2 separate regions of the Capra hircus genome follow, and region 2 is linked to region 1. A link is a contact called in public Hi-C data. All regions are on one chromosome and are shown on one strand. Each heading gives the region's core, a stretch centred on a gene start, on an enhancer-like site or on the middle of the called end of the contact. The rest is flanking DNA. Distances are from core to core; before and after follow the strand shown.

What was found. Hi-C and Micro-C count contacts between places; a contact is called where the count stands out from the background.
Region 2: a contact with region 1 is called in a Hi-C map of blood, with 4 times the contacts expected there. The contact joins two enhancer-like sites. A contact is called at or near these places in 2 of 5 Hi-C or Micro-C datasets (both in blood).

What each region holds. Positions count from the first base shown.
Region 1 is chr7:49,502,379-49,509,572 of ARS1.2, forward strand. No RefSeq gene overlaps it. Among named protein-coding and RNA genes, the nearest start is that of CSNK1A1, 8.2 kb to the right of the region's middle. Within about 2 kb of position 3,738, at least 1 of the 5 cell types and tissues checked has an H3K27ac peak or open chromatin away from gene starts, as enhancers often do.
Region 2 is chr7:49,696,764-49,703,545 of ARS1.2, forward strand. It overlaps AFAP1L1 (actin filament-associated protein 1-like 1), which reads right to left. Exons shown (of 19, transcript XM_018050180.1): 10 at 5,227-5,308; 11 at 4,841-4,990; 12 at 3,557-3,768; 13 at 1,227-1,372; 14 at 505-577. Among named protein-coding and RNA genes, the nearest start is that of GRPEL2, 24 kb to the left of the region's middle. Within about 2 kb of position 3,683, at least 1 of the 5 cell types and tissues checked has an H3K27ac peak or open chromatin away from gene starts, as enhancers often do.

The DNA of each region.
Region 1 (7,194 bases), core at 2,488-4,987:
GGAGTGGGGTGCCATTTCCTTCTCCAAAGCATGAAAGTGAAAAGGGAAAGTGAAGCCACTCAGTCGTGTCTGACTCTTAGTGACCCCAAGGACTGCAGCCTACCACGCTCCTCCATCCATGGGATTTTCCAGGCAAGAGTACTGGAGTGGGGTGCCATTGCCTTCTCCCCTTAAACCATACTTATCTCCAAATAAAGACAATATCAAGGTCAGACTTCCACCTACCATGATACATGTTGTATACAATTGAAAACATGTTAACTCTTTCCTCAGAGAGGAAGCAAAGTCCTTGTGTGTTGTTTACTTTTCTTGACAATCTGTAACTGCTTTCTGCCATGTGAAAATATAAGTATGCCAACTTGGAAGAAGGCCTTCACCAGAAGCTGACCTTGCTGGAACCCGGATCTCAGACTTTCAGCCTCCAGATCTGTGAGAGCCTCCAGATCTATGGTATTTTGTTATAGCATCTCAAATTAAGACAAGGAAAAGAAAGTTTTTCAACCAGTGATGCAAGAATAACTGGTTATCCATACGAAAAAGATATATCTTTGTTTTCTTTTCTCTCTTATCCCCTTAACAGGTAATATAAGATGCACTGACTTTATATCATATGTGTTAGTCATTCAGTCGTGTCCATAGCATTCAAATATTAACAATGCTTGATCTTGTTCAGAAAGCACAATGTGTGTGTGTGTTCAGTCATGTCCGATTCTTTGTGACTCCACAGACTGTCGCCCACAGGCTCCTCTGTCCATGGGATTTCCCAGGCAGGAATACTGCAGTGAGTTGCCATTTCCTCCTCCAGGGGATCCTTCCAACCCAAGGATCAAACCCACTGAGTCATAGAGGAAGCCCCTGGTATTGTGCAGAAAGCACAATAGGTTTGCTCAAACTCCTAACACTTACTTAGCCCCTCATTCTAAGTTCCTCAACTCCAGCCCTTTCCTGGGCATTTAACATTTGAATGCTCAGATCCAACTAGCTGATTCTGGGCCATAGAAGCCAGCATATCCACAAGATGGCAGCATTGTCTAATTATTGAAAACCATAATCTGGTGTGGATACTTGAACATACCTTTCTGAGGCGTATTATGTTATCTGTTAAGTGGATATCTGCTTTTATATCTTCACTTAATCTTGAAATAAACGAGTAGTTTCCTTCCCAGGATGTTTTACAGTTCTGAGATGCATGGGCTAGAGAAATAAAAAAGCAGATTCTTTAGAGTGAGAATAAAAATCTGAGTTCAAGTATAAAATGCACTCAAATCATTTAGTGCACTTAGGCAAGTTAACTAAAATCTTTGGGACTCAGTCACACCACCTAAAAATTTAAAATTATGAAATTTTTTTCCCTAGAAAAACATTTTTTTTTTTTTGGCAGAAGATAAGATGGGTAAGAAGAAGACTGTATACAATGCTGTGTAAACATTGAAAGTAATTATTACCTTGGCATGGGAAAGTCAATCAGAGTAGGTGCCATCTAATAACTCAGTATCTTCAGGTTGATTAGAGGAAAGATTCTGAGACCTTAAGAATAGCCTGGAATATTTTATTTCTGTTTTCTATGACATCTTAAATGCCTGTGTTGGCGACCTTGTCGGAATCAACTACATAAAGAATTCAGTTGGGGTAGTGTCATAGTTGTTACACTTGTCTTATTTTTGGTTTGGGCAATAACTGTTAAGTTCCTATTTCAGTCTTCCTCCACCAGAAAGGTTAGAACACCTCTGACTTGAATTGCCTAATAACAACAGCAGGGTACATTTGTACAAGGTTTATGCCTTAAACACAGTGGTTTTACATATCCCATTTCAACTAAGCAGAAGGTATGGTAACCAGTGACATAGTGTGGGCCAAGAAAATATAAGCTAAGAAGGTCAAGAATTTGAAATTCTAAGCAACAAAAGAAAATATTAAAAATACAAGTTTCATATAGGTTAGAAGGGTCTATCATTTCCCTAGCCTAGAAGAACACGGATAAGAAGCAGTCTTAGGAGCTCAGATCAGGTTCAGGGTCTGAGAGAAAGTAAAGAGGGTCTGGAAAGTATGACTGGGAACTAATATTTAAATACGTCAGTTGGCTTTAGAATATGAAAGAGGGAGAGGCAGAAGTAATTAACACTAGTGAGGTAAAAGTATGCAGCGCTATCAAGGAGGGATGACTGGAGGTAAATAATTGAGGTCAGGTAGCCAGGGTCATGGCAGAGAAGGCAATGGCACCCCACTCCAGTACTCTTGCCTGGAAAATCCCATGGACGGAGGAGCCTGGTAGGCTGTGGTCCATGGGGTCGCTAAGAGTCGGACACGGCTGAAGCGACTTAGCAGCAGCAGCAGCAGCCAGGGTCAATGAACCAGTTGTACAGCCAAAGACTATAGGATTTGAGCTGTCAGCTGGTTCACTGATCCTCGAGACTTAACATCAGACATGGAGGAGATGGGTGTCAGCCCTAAAAAGTGTAGTTCAGACACAGATGGAAGTCAGGACCCGGATCTTGCTTGAGCTCAAGTGACAGAATTCTGACACTGAGAAGTCAGTTGAGCTGAAGATGGGCTGGGTCAATCAGCTGGAGGGGGATGATTTAAGTCAACTGTACATCTGCTGAGGTACTGACTGCTAATATAGTCCCTATCCAGATCTAGAGCAGGCACCAGGGTCTGAACAGGACATGCTAAGTGTGAGAAAGAACAAGGATTACTATGGATCTTACAAGTTCACAAAAGCTAGAGCTGTTGGGTAAGTCAACAAACCTCTCCAGAGCTTCAGCTTTCTCAGACACAAGATGAACATGTTACTGAAAGCTCAGTCTCTCTGTATGGTGCCGAATCTAATCTTGGAGACAGCTTTGGGTGAAGTAAAAAAGGACGGCTTTATTGCTTTAGCAGGCAAAGGGAGACACACTGAGCTTCTGCCTCAAAAATCTATGTCTCAACCTGGGGAGGATATGATTAAGGTTTTATAACAATGGTTTAAAGGTGAGGTCTCTGACAAGATTAGGATGACAGTAGGGTTTGCACTCCCTTAATCTCATCTCAGGTGGTCCAGTCTCTAATGTTGATGAGATTCTCTGGTCCCTTTAATCTTGATTCAAATAGTTTCTTGGCCGCTCCTCCCTTAATTGGCAACTGGTTTTAATCCGAACTTTGGAACTCAGGGAAGGTCATGGAATCTTGCCTATACAAAACAGGGGACAAAAGGTCCTCTGTGCCTGGAAGATCCACAGGGCCTTCCTCAGTTTCAAATATAACAAGGGATGATTTACCTATCTCTAAAACTGGTCATGACAAGTACAATTTAGCGTATGACAAATTACTTTATGAACTTTATGAGCCCTTTCTAGGGCTCTATAAATACACCTTGATTTCCTTTGCTTTGTGGATTAGGAGCCTACAATCCAGAGTTCTTTCCCACCCCCCCACCCCCCCCAATCAGACCCTAGTCTCTGCTTACTGCAGAAAGTCTTGCAGTGGTGTCAGGCTTGGCCAAGATCAAATGAAGCAGCTGTTCCACTTTCTGTGATCAGTATCAGTGCTTCTTGGCATTAGCATGGAGAGATGAGAGTTAACAGGATGTGATCTTAGGACCTGTTCTCAAGAATGGCAACTCAAGCATCTTCCGAACTGAGCTTCACAAAGAAAAGTAGATTACTATAGTGAGTAATAATGAGTCACTGGGAGCAGGGTTTCATGCCCTTGCTAATGAACAATGCAAGGGAAAAGAAAAAAGGCTGAGAAAAGGGACAGAGCAACCTCAGAAACCCCAAAACGCTGAAGAAATTCTTACAAACAAAAGGTAGCTACACAAATATCCCCAAATGCCATGCATGACAGTGCGTGTCCAGGAATTAATAGTTTGTTATTAAAATAGAAATTGTAAAATATAATTTGATAGGTAAATACTGCTAGGTCAGATAGACTGACCAGAACAAGATAAATGGGGTGAAGTGGGGAACTAAAGGGGAACCTAGGCATTTCAACTTTTACAGTGCCCTTCAAGGCCTGGCCTTGGTAAGGTCTTTAACCTGTGCATTGAACATCAATGATTTGAATTTCCTGTCAGGACACATCTCTGGCATTCAGTTATTACACTGCAGAATGTTCATTGCAGACAAATGAGTTAAAGCCTCAGGCATTATCTCAAAGTGACTCTGGGAGGGAAGGGTTGGGCTAGTGGAAACAGTCTTAAAGAGAATATGAAACAAATTTTCCTTGATTTTCACTGTTGAATTTCAACCTTGCCAAGAATAAGGCTGTGTTGAAGAGTTAAATCATTTTGTGCTTTCCCTGAAGAGAATCTAAGTGGGGATTTTTTTAGACTAAAAGGGACCTACAGAGGTCATTTAAGTAAGGCTCCTCCTCCACCTCCAGGGATAATTATTTAATTCTCTTTCTTAAATATTTCAAATAAAAGATATTTCCCAAACTCTTCTAATTTGGGGATCTCTTCTAGTTTCTAACTATCTATCCATTGCCATGTGTTTCACTGTTAGATAATTTTATTTTTCTGACAAATATTAAGGAAAACGGGTAAGGACCTGCCCATCAGGATGTTACATATTATCTGGATTTTAAGAAGCTATGACAGGAGACGAGCATGTTAATTTCTTTCTTCTACTTCAAAATACAAGAGTCAAATTTAGTAAATAGTACAACGTTTCTTAAACCTATAAAGAACTTTAGTATCTGACTTCTCTTTTTAGAAGGTACATTGAAGCCTCAGAAAACATTTAAGGTAGAATCACAAATAAGATTCAGTTCTTCTGAATACTTAGGTCAGATCAAGATACATTTCCTTAAACTATTTAACCCAGCCCTTCAAAAGCCAAATAAAAGGATATTCAATCTGGCTTCTCCTGTCCCAACCCAAATTACTTTTTAAGAATAAAATAAGGGTCCACTACTCTAGTATTGTTTCCAGGATCTCTTGTTAAAGTTAGGAAAACTTCAGGATCCTGGCTACTCTGAAATGTAAATGGAAACATTTTACTCATAATAGGTGGCAAAGGAGGCATTTTCTTCCAAGGAAGCACAGTGAAATGCCTAACTTAGGCATTTAAAATGCTTCTGTACTAAAGTCTGGGTTAATCTCACTTTTGGAACAGTGACAGTTTAAGTTCTTCCCCATCGCTAAGACCTTGTATATTTATTTTTGTGAGAATAATTTTACGTCTGTGGGAATACCTAAGCTCATGCAAAATATGAGAGATTCGAATATATATGAGATTATTCTGTTTTTCATACTTGGTTTCTCCAGGCAAGAATACTGGAGTGGGTCGCCATGCCCTCCTCCAGGGGATCTTCCCAACGCAGGGATGGAAGCCATGTCTCCCACATTACAGGTGGATTCTTCACTGTCTGAGCCACCATGGAAGCCCAACACAAGCATTTACAATACCTCTGTACTAAAGTCTGCGTTAATCTCACTTTTGGAACAGTGACAATTTGAATTCTTCCCCATCTCTAAGACCTGCATATTCATTTTTGTGAGAATACACTTTTACATCTGTGGGAATACTTGAACTCATGCAAAATATTAGAGATTTGAATATATATGAGATTATCCTGTTTTTCATACTTAACTATATTCTTGATTTTGAGGATCCTTTGATTGCCATTATTTCTAAATTCAGTTCCATCACTTCATGGCAAATAGATGAGGAAAAGTGGAAACAAGGACAGATTTTATTTTCTTGGGCTCCAAAATCACCACAGACGGTGATTGCAGCCACAAAATTAATAGACTCTTGCTCCTTGGAAGAAAAGCTATGACAAACCTAGATAGGGTATTAGAAAGCAGAGACATCAATTTGCTGACAAAGTCCGGATAGTCAAAGCTATGGTGTTTCCAGTAGTCATGTATGGGGTTTCCCTGGTGGCTCAGATGGTAAAAAATCTGCCTGCATTTCAGGGGACCCAGGTTTGATCCCTGGGTCAGAAAGATCCCCTGGAGAAGGGAGTAGCAACCCCCCTCCAGGATTCTTGCCTGGGAAATCCCATGGACAGAAGAATCTGGCAGTCTACAGTCCACAGGGTCATAAAGAGTCAGACACAACTGAGTGACTAACACACTCATATTTGGTTTTTCCAGTAGTCAGTACAGATGTGTGTTGGACCATAAAGAAGGCTGAGTGCCAAAGAATTGATGGTTTTCAAACTGTGGTGCTGGAGAAGACTCTTGAGAGTCCTTTGGACAGCAAGGAGATTAAACCAGTCACTCCCAAGGGAAATCAACCCTGAATATTCACTGGAGGAACTGATGCTGAAGCTCCGACACTTTGGCCACCTGATGCAAAGAGGCGACTCACTGGAAAAGACCCTGATGCTGGGAAAGATTGAGGGCTGGAGAAGGGGGCGACAGAGGATAAGACAGTTGAACAGCATCACCAACTCAATGGACATGAGTTTGGGTAAGCTCCAGGAGAGAGTGAAGGACAGGGAAACGTGGCGTGCTACAGTCCACAGGGTTGCAAAGAGTCGGATGCGACTTAGCCACTCTTACAGGAAACTAATTAGCCCCCTTCCTTCAAATGAATCTACATAGCTAAAGAAAGCAATTGCTTCACCAATTGGGAACAAATGTGTCCTGCTGGCTGTGTCCATAAAAGGGACATTTTCAGTCTTATGAGCACAGACTTGTAAACCACACATTTACAAAATTCTTGAGATTTTGAAATGGATGGGGAAGGGAGTAGGGAAGTTGTGTGTGTGTGTGGGGGGGGGAGATCTAATTAATAACAATGATTGGTCAGAAAAGATAATTTTACAACCTTTTTCAAGGATAAGGATTTAAACTTTTAAGGTAAATCTAAATAATGAAAAGATAGGATAGCCCACAAATACTTATTCATTACTTATTCATCACAAATGACAAAAACAGAATTAGGAGTTGTTGTTTATGATATAAGGGATTTTAATACTTTAGCATTTCTAAAAACAAATTCTAACCAATTAATTCTGGATGTGGGCAAAGATTTAGCTATAGGAATATTCAATGAAATTTTTATACTAGCAAGATTTTGGAAATAACTAAAATACTCCATAAGGATTGGTAAATGCAGTTCTATCAATATGATACATATTTAATATGAGACACAAAAAATCATATTTTAGGGGACATAGGTATACCTATGGCTGATTCATGTTGATGCATGGCAGAAACCTACACAATATTGTAAAGCAATTATACTCCAATTAAAA
Region 2 (6,782 bases), core at 2,433-4,932, 190 kb after region 1:
ACAGGGCAGATTGTGGAGCAGGATGGGTCATGTGATGGCTACAGAGGCCTTACTGTAGGTTAATAAGCTGGCATCTTCTTGGTTTAGTGAGCAAGACAGGGAGATTGTCCTGGGAACTGAAGCCCAGACTGTGGATGCCAGCAGGTAAAGGGCTGTGGGGGCAGCTATTCAGTTATCATCCACCTGAGACAACTACTGAATCGGTTCACAGAGCTGTAACAGGGGTGGAAAGCCCAAGCCTGCTCAGACTGGAGCAGTGCTCTGTAGCTTGCAGAGCCCTCTCTTCTTCCTGGTGAGGGGCTCTTTCCTCCACACTGCCCAGCCTCCTGTTCCAGAGATTCTCCCCAGCCACAGTCTGGGGCAAGAAGGTCCCCTCTCCCCCTCCTTCCAGGTGCTGGTTAAACAAAAATGATTTCTCTGAGGCAAAGGAATAGTGAGGGAAGGAGAGAGGGAGAGCTAATAAGTGGCCTTTGCCATGTCCCCCAAAGTCCCAAGGGACCATACCTGCATCTTTTCATAAGGAACATCATCATAGACTCGGGGCTCAGGCCACTGATCCTGGCAGGATCTTGCATATCTAGAAGATACAAGGGATGATGATGATGATGTGACAGTGATACTTATGCAGCTTACAGTGCTTTCCTGTCCACTTATTTGATTCTGGCAGCAGCTGTTAATGGAGGTCAGAAAGTCAGTGATAGCAGCATGCCAGGCAGCACTGTGCCACTGATGTGTTTAGAGCTTATAGGCAGGGACACATGGGATTCTCACAATCCAGGAAGCAGGTTATTCATCGCCTCCATTCTGTACGTGAGAAAACAGAGGATCCAGGCTGGCAAGCAACCAGCCTAAGCTGTTGGTCGTGATAGAGCCGTAACTCGAAGCTGGCACTTATAATGCAAACTCTGCAGAGGAGCCTCGTGCCTGCCCAGAGGCTCAAGGGTATGGGGACCCTAAGTTTCTATGGCATGAGAGCAGAGCCCAGGCCATGGTCCAAAAGAGCTTCTCCTTTCTGGCTCATTCCACCCACAGCATCCCCAACCCTGAGCCTCCTTCTTTAACCAGCTTACTCCTCCTGATGGAAGAGGAAGGCACCCACTCTGACTTCCCAAGGAAGCAGTCTTTCTCAGCCCATCCTCCCTTCCCTCCCATTCTGCCTCTGAGAGGGAGCTGAGATAGGAAAGGTTGTAGGCAGGTTTGGGGGGCTGTGGGGTACTGGCCCTTACAAGAAGGAGTTGCGCCCTGCACTGACGATGCTGGTTAGGGTCTCCACATCCACATAGTCATAGTGCAGTGCTTCGGGAGTGACTTTGGAGCCCATCTCCACTAGCAGCAGCCCAAGCCAGCGGCCCATGTCCTCTGAGCAGCTTGCCTGAAGGAGAGAAGGTACAAGCTGAGTTCACTGTGGCACATTCAGGGCCTCTGGCTACCCACTCACTTCAGCCAAATTCATATACGTATAGTATCTGTTTGGACTTAAGGATCCAAGAGGAGCAAGACTAGAACACTCATCCAGAAATCCAGTTTTCTGGATAGCAAATAGAGAAGCCAGCTACCTTTCTGAAACATATAACCTCACTCATTATCCTCAGAGCCTTCTGGACCGATTGCATATGAAAACAAAATTTAGGTGTTCTCTGAACTTTTTAAAAAATATTTGCTTTTTATTAAATGAGGAGGCTATTTATCACATAACCTACATTTTTTTCTTGTATCAAAGATGCCAATTATATATACACTCCTGTATACAGGAAAATCTCTACGAAGTTGCTGGTCAACTAAACACATGTTTTCATTTAAAGCACATTATCATAAAATATATAATATATATATATTAGAAAACATATGAATTTTTGCCTAACTAAAAAAGTTATGACAGTTTGATTCCACCTGTTTGACTTAGTATGAATAGAATGCTAGATTTCTAATTTTAAAAAATAGATATGTAACAAGCAACAAAGATTTACTGTAAACTACAGTCAATATCTTGTAATAACCTGTAATGGAAAATAATTTCAAAAATAATATATGTGTATATATAACTGAATCACACAAAAAAACAACTCTACTTTTTGAGATTTAGGAATGTTTACCTTTTTTCCAGTTTTTCTAAATGTTCTGTGGACATCTAATAACATATGAGATGCAGAATTTTAAATATATTTGTGTAGGATATAAGATTAATATAAGTTAATATAAATAGAAATCTATTATGTTTAAATTGGGAGACCTGGCTTCGATCTCTGAGTCGGGAATATCCCCTGGAGAAGGAAATGGCAACCCACTCCAGTATTCTTGCCTGGAGAATCCCATGTTTAAATTACTAATGACATCATTCAAGATGCTCCTATTCTTATTTTTTTTTGCACTTGATAAATACTCTCAGAGAAATGTTAAAGAGCATCAGCATAAAATCAAGTTAGCACACAAAAACTAAACTTGAATTTAAAAAGCACAGTTTTTGCCAGAAAGCTCTTTGTGAAGAGAAAGGGAAAGCTCTTTCTGAAGAGAAATGAAAGACCCATCTCAAGCTACTGAAAGTAGAAGTGACTTACAGAGTCAATATTTCCTTACATTTAATAACTGAGAGAGCAGTGGGTACTGGGCAAAGAAAACAATACCAAGAGGCTGGGTCTTAGTTGTAGGAAAAAGACCAAGAGGCCATTAATCCTCTGTGGAGCTTTGGATGAAGCATGTGACTGCCCTGGCCTCAGTTTCCTTATCTGTAATATGAGGGGGTAGTTGTTTAAGTTTTCCTCCAGTTATATTTTAAATTTCTAAATAGCTGAAGGATTGACATGTAAAGAGAGATTCAGTGTATTCTGTATGACCCCAGAGAGGAGGCCTGGTGTCAGTGGGTAGTTAGGAAAAATGAGTGGGTGAAATGAAATCACATTGTCATTCAGCCATTTGTCCAACAGATGTTAATTGAGTCCTTACTGTCACTTATTGAGCCCAATACTGTCCAGCCCAGGATTGCTGGATATCAGGCTGGGTTCTGGAAAAACAAAAATATGCCGAACGGGTGTAGTTGCTGCCTATACAGAGTTTTAAGATTTCAACTCAATATGGAGAGAATCTTTGTAAAAATTTAGTTGCTTGCTGGGAGGAGCAGTGGTTTATCTGAGATGAACAGTCACTGGTGGGAAGTATGTTTTAGAGAGGTTTCCAAAATTAGATCAGAGTTAGACTAGATGCCTTTTAGGCTTGGGACTATATTTATAAGGCAGAATAAACAAACCTTGGGTCTAGGGTTGCCAGATTTAACAAATAAAAATGCACAATTCTCTTAAGTTTGAATTTCAGATAAACAATAGTTTATTAGTATAGGTATGTCCCAAATATGGGATATACTTGTACTAAAAGGAATGTTATCGTTTATCTGAAATTCACATTTAAGTGGTTGTTCTATAGTTTAACCGGCTACTCAGCAACAGTTGGCTTACTTTCCCTCTTCCTTAGTCCCTGTAAGGTCAATAAAGTCCCCGGGACAAAAGCCAACCTCCAGGCCAGAGCTCCTCTTAGCTCCCACCCCTAAGCTATTTTCTCTTCTCACCTCCAAGATAGCGACCTCCTGGCGGTTGTGTAGGATCCTGAAGGCAAATGGGTGTCTGGGCCCAAAGCCTGGGGCCACCTCACAGCCGCGGAGGGCAATGGCGTTCACGTGGGTCCGCAGGTCTGTGCGGTCCTTATGGAAATACAAGGTGTTACGCTTCAGGCGGCACCAGCGCTCCTTCCATCCGTGGTTCACCAGCACGTTCAGATAACCTGGGAGGAAGAGACCAGCGATGGGACCTCCTGACGGTGCTGGGGGACACAAGTCAGGAGGCAGGGACAGAGGGCCTGGGCAACTCTACTCTAGCTGGAGAGAAAGGCCTTCCGGGTCCCGAGTCAGCTCATTCCTGGCCTGTGACCTCAGCTTTGTTTGTTATCTGTGAACAGGGGATTGATAATCATATTTGTACATACCTGCATAGCCTTCAGACCATACCAACCTTGATGAAAGCACAGAACCACTATATATAATGAACGAAAGACACAACTCTTCTTCTGCCTTTCCTCCTAAAATAGCAAAAACTAATTGCGGAGGACAGAAAACAATGGCTGATGCTGCCACCTAGTGGCAGCGTGTGGGAACAAAAACCGTGTAGCCAGGATGAAGAGCTAAAAACAAGTGAGGGGCAGGCTGATGACTTTAGAATTCCCTTTAATGTTTTAGGTCTTAATTTGTTTTTTACCATAACAGTGTCCTCAACCACTTACAAAATATTTCTTTATATCCATGTGCTTTTATAATGTTCTTTCCAGGTTAGCAGAATATTACTGTTTACCTAAAACACGTGATTTTTAAAAAATTGGATTCCAGTACGTGGAACAATGCGTTTAGATGAACAATGTTTCTTTTCTTTCAAACTACTTTTAATTCGCATTTTATGCATTTACAATAAAGTCCTTATATACTTTTTTCCAAGAAATATCCTTGTAAGACTGGACCATAACTTAAACACTTGGTATATTATATTATATACTGGGAAGTTAAGATACTCTCCTCTTGTCATAGTAGAGGAAACTGAGACCCAGAGATGGGCAGTGATCGGCACTAATGTCATAGCGAGCATAGAAATAGGACAGTTGGCTGACTTTTCCTTCTGTTAGGTGTCAGGGCCTCATGGAGGAGTGGTGGATGGGCATGGATTATTGATGGAGTGGAGGTTAGGCTTCCAGTAGGATTCTATCCTCTGCCTTAGGAATGAGGTAGATTAGGGCTGGAGGGTCTTCTGGCTTGGCCCCAGGATCCCTCATCAACAGGGTCTGAATTCTCTGCATGCATGGTACCCACCACAGCACGGAATCTCCTCAGTAGAGGACGCCTGCAGGTCATCAGCCAGTGCCTTCTTCTTAGAGAAGCTGATGATACGGGTGATCTTGCGGCCTGCAGCCCTGCTCATTGAACCCTTCAGCTCTGACAGGCTGCTCTTCTTCCCTTTGCCTGTTGCCGTGGAGATGGGTTAGGTGAGGGGAGGGAGCCCCAAGTTCCAGATCATCTGCCCCTAGCCTTCCCCCCAGCCTTTGAACCGGCACACAAGGCCTGGCCCAGTATGGATAGGCCCGGTCACATCAGCCAGGTCTCCAGAATGGTCGGGACCTGATCTGCACTGGGTGTGCTCATGGCAAGGCCCCTCCCAGCTCTAGCATTTTCCCACCTGAGCCCCCAGAGGCTCCTACCGTGTTCACGGCCCAGAGTGGAACAGCTGTCACCCATGCCCAGGCTGTCAGAATCCGAGGTCTGCTTCTCTTGGGACAGCCTCTGGTGAGGAACACAGACAGCCCCCTGTCAGAGGCACACTCAAAGTCTCCCTTTCTTGGTTCAGTCTCCTCTTGACCCCTGTACATGAGGATTAGCTAACGAAATATTTGTCAGCAACTGTCATACTGGTATGAGGAGGACAGCTATGACTTAGGATGGTTGTGTCTTCCATTTATTTGGAAGTGAGGAATTCAGTCTATTTGGGGATTGAGAAATTCAATATAATAGGCTGAGATTAGAGTCCTGGGAGTTTGGACCATATCTGGTAGGTGATGGGGAGGTAAGAAGGTATTTAAGTGGGACAGTAGTGAAGTTGGTCTTGTAGCCTCCCAGCTGCATCATGGGAGATGGACAAGAAGGGGGCAAGACTGGAAGCACAAGGGGCAGTAAGAATGTCATCCTGGGCAACAAGAAACTTGACAGGAGGGTGAACCAAACACCAGTGAGGATGGGGAAAAAGATGAGTTGGCATTTTCAAAAGTCATAACAGGACTCGGTAGTCAGTAAATGTGAATGGTGATGAGAGAGGAATCCATTACAATTCTAGCTTGGATGAGAGAATGGCAAAGATACCACATACACCACCCACCCACCCCATGGTAACAACTTCGTGGTCAGCCAGCAGTATTTTTACTTATTATGCCAACTCTGGACCAGTCATTCATTCATTCCTATTAAGGAGTGGTGTAGAATAGTCAAGATGGACCTTGGAAGAAATGATGTCTCTCCTCAGCTGTGGGGATGGGGGAAAATCCTTTCATTTCTCCAAGCCTTCCCCCTTGAATTACCCTCCTGTCAGTGGGCTGCTGTGAGGCACCAGGGAACTGGCACAAGTGAATTGTGAGGCTAATTGTTAGAAATTGTCATTCTAAAATCTGTGTGGTATGTGACTATCCCACTTTAAGAAGCTAAACTGTGCCAGCCAGACTCAGGACAAGACTACAGTGATACCCATCCACTTAAAAAGGTGAACTTACAGAGCTCTGAGGCCCCTAAACCTTTTCTGGGGATATCCTAGACCAGGCTCGGGGATGCTTTGCTATAAGCATAGTAATAGAAGGCAGGGGAAACGAGAGAGTCTGTGTACTCTCCCAAGTTTCCAAAAGTTGGAAAAATGGCAACTGTCAGAAATGGGACAGAACTGTCAGGTATAAAGAATCACCTCTGTAAACTGTGGAACAGAAGTTGTGGTTCCTATTTGTTCTGTGATGATGTACAGAAGTTTTTCATCAAGTTAGACAGCAAATATAAAGAAACACTGTGTGTGCACTTTGGAATTGACTTAATGACGGTGACAGCTCAGTCACAGGAGTCTATGGAGAGAGAGAGCCACCAGTAACACGTCCTCACTCCCACTCTTCTCCAGAAACACCACCTAAACATTTTAGCTACCCTCCTGCTGTACGCTCAGCCACTGGTCGGCTGGCTGGGTGTGATCAGCTAGCTCTGTTCTTATTATGTGTGACTTTGGGCA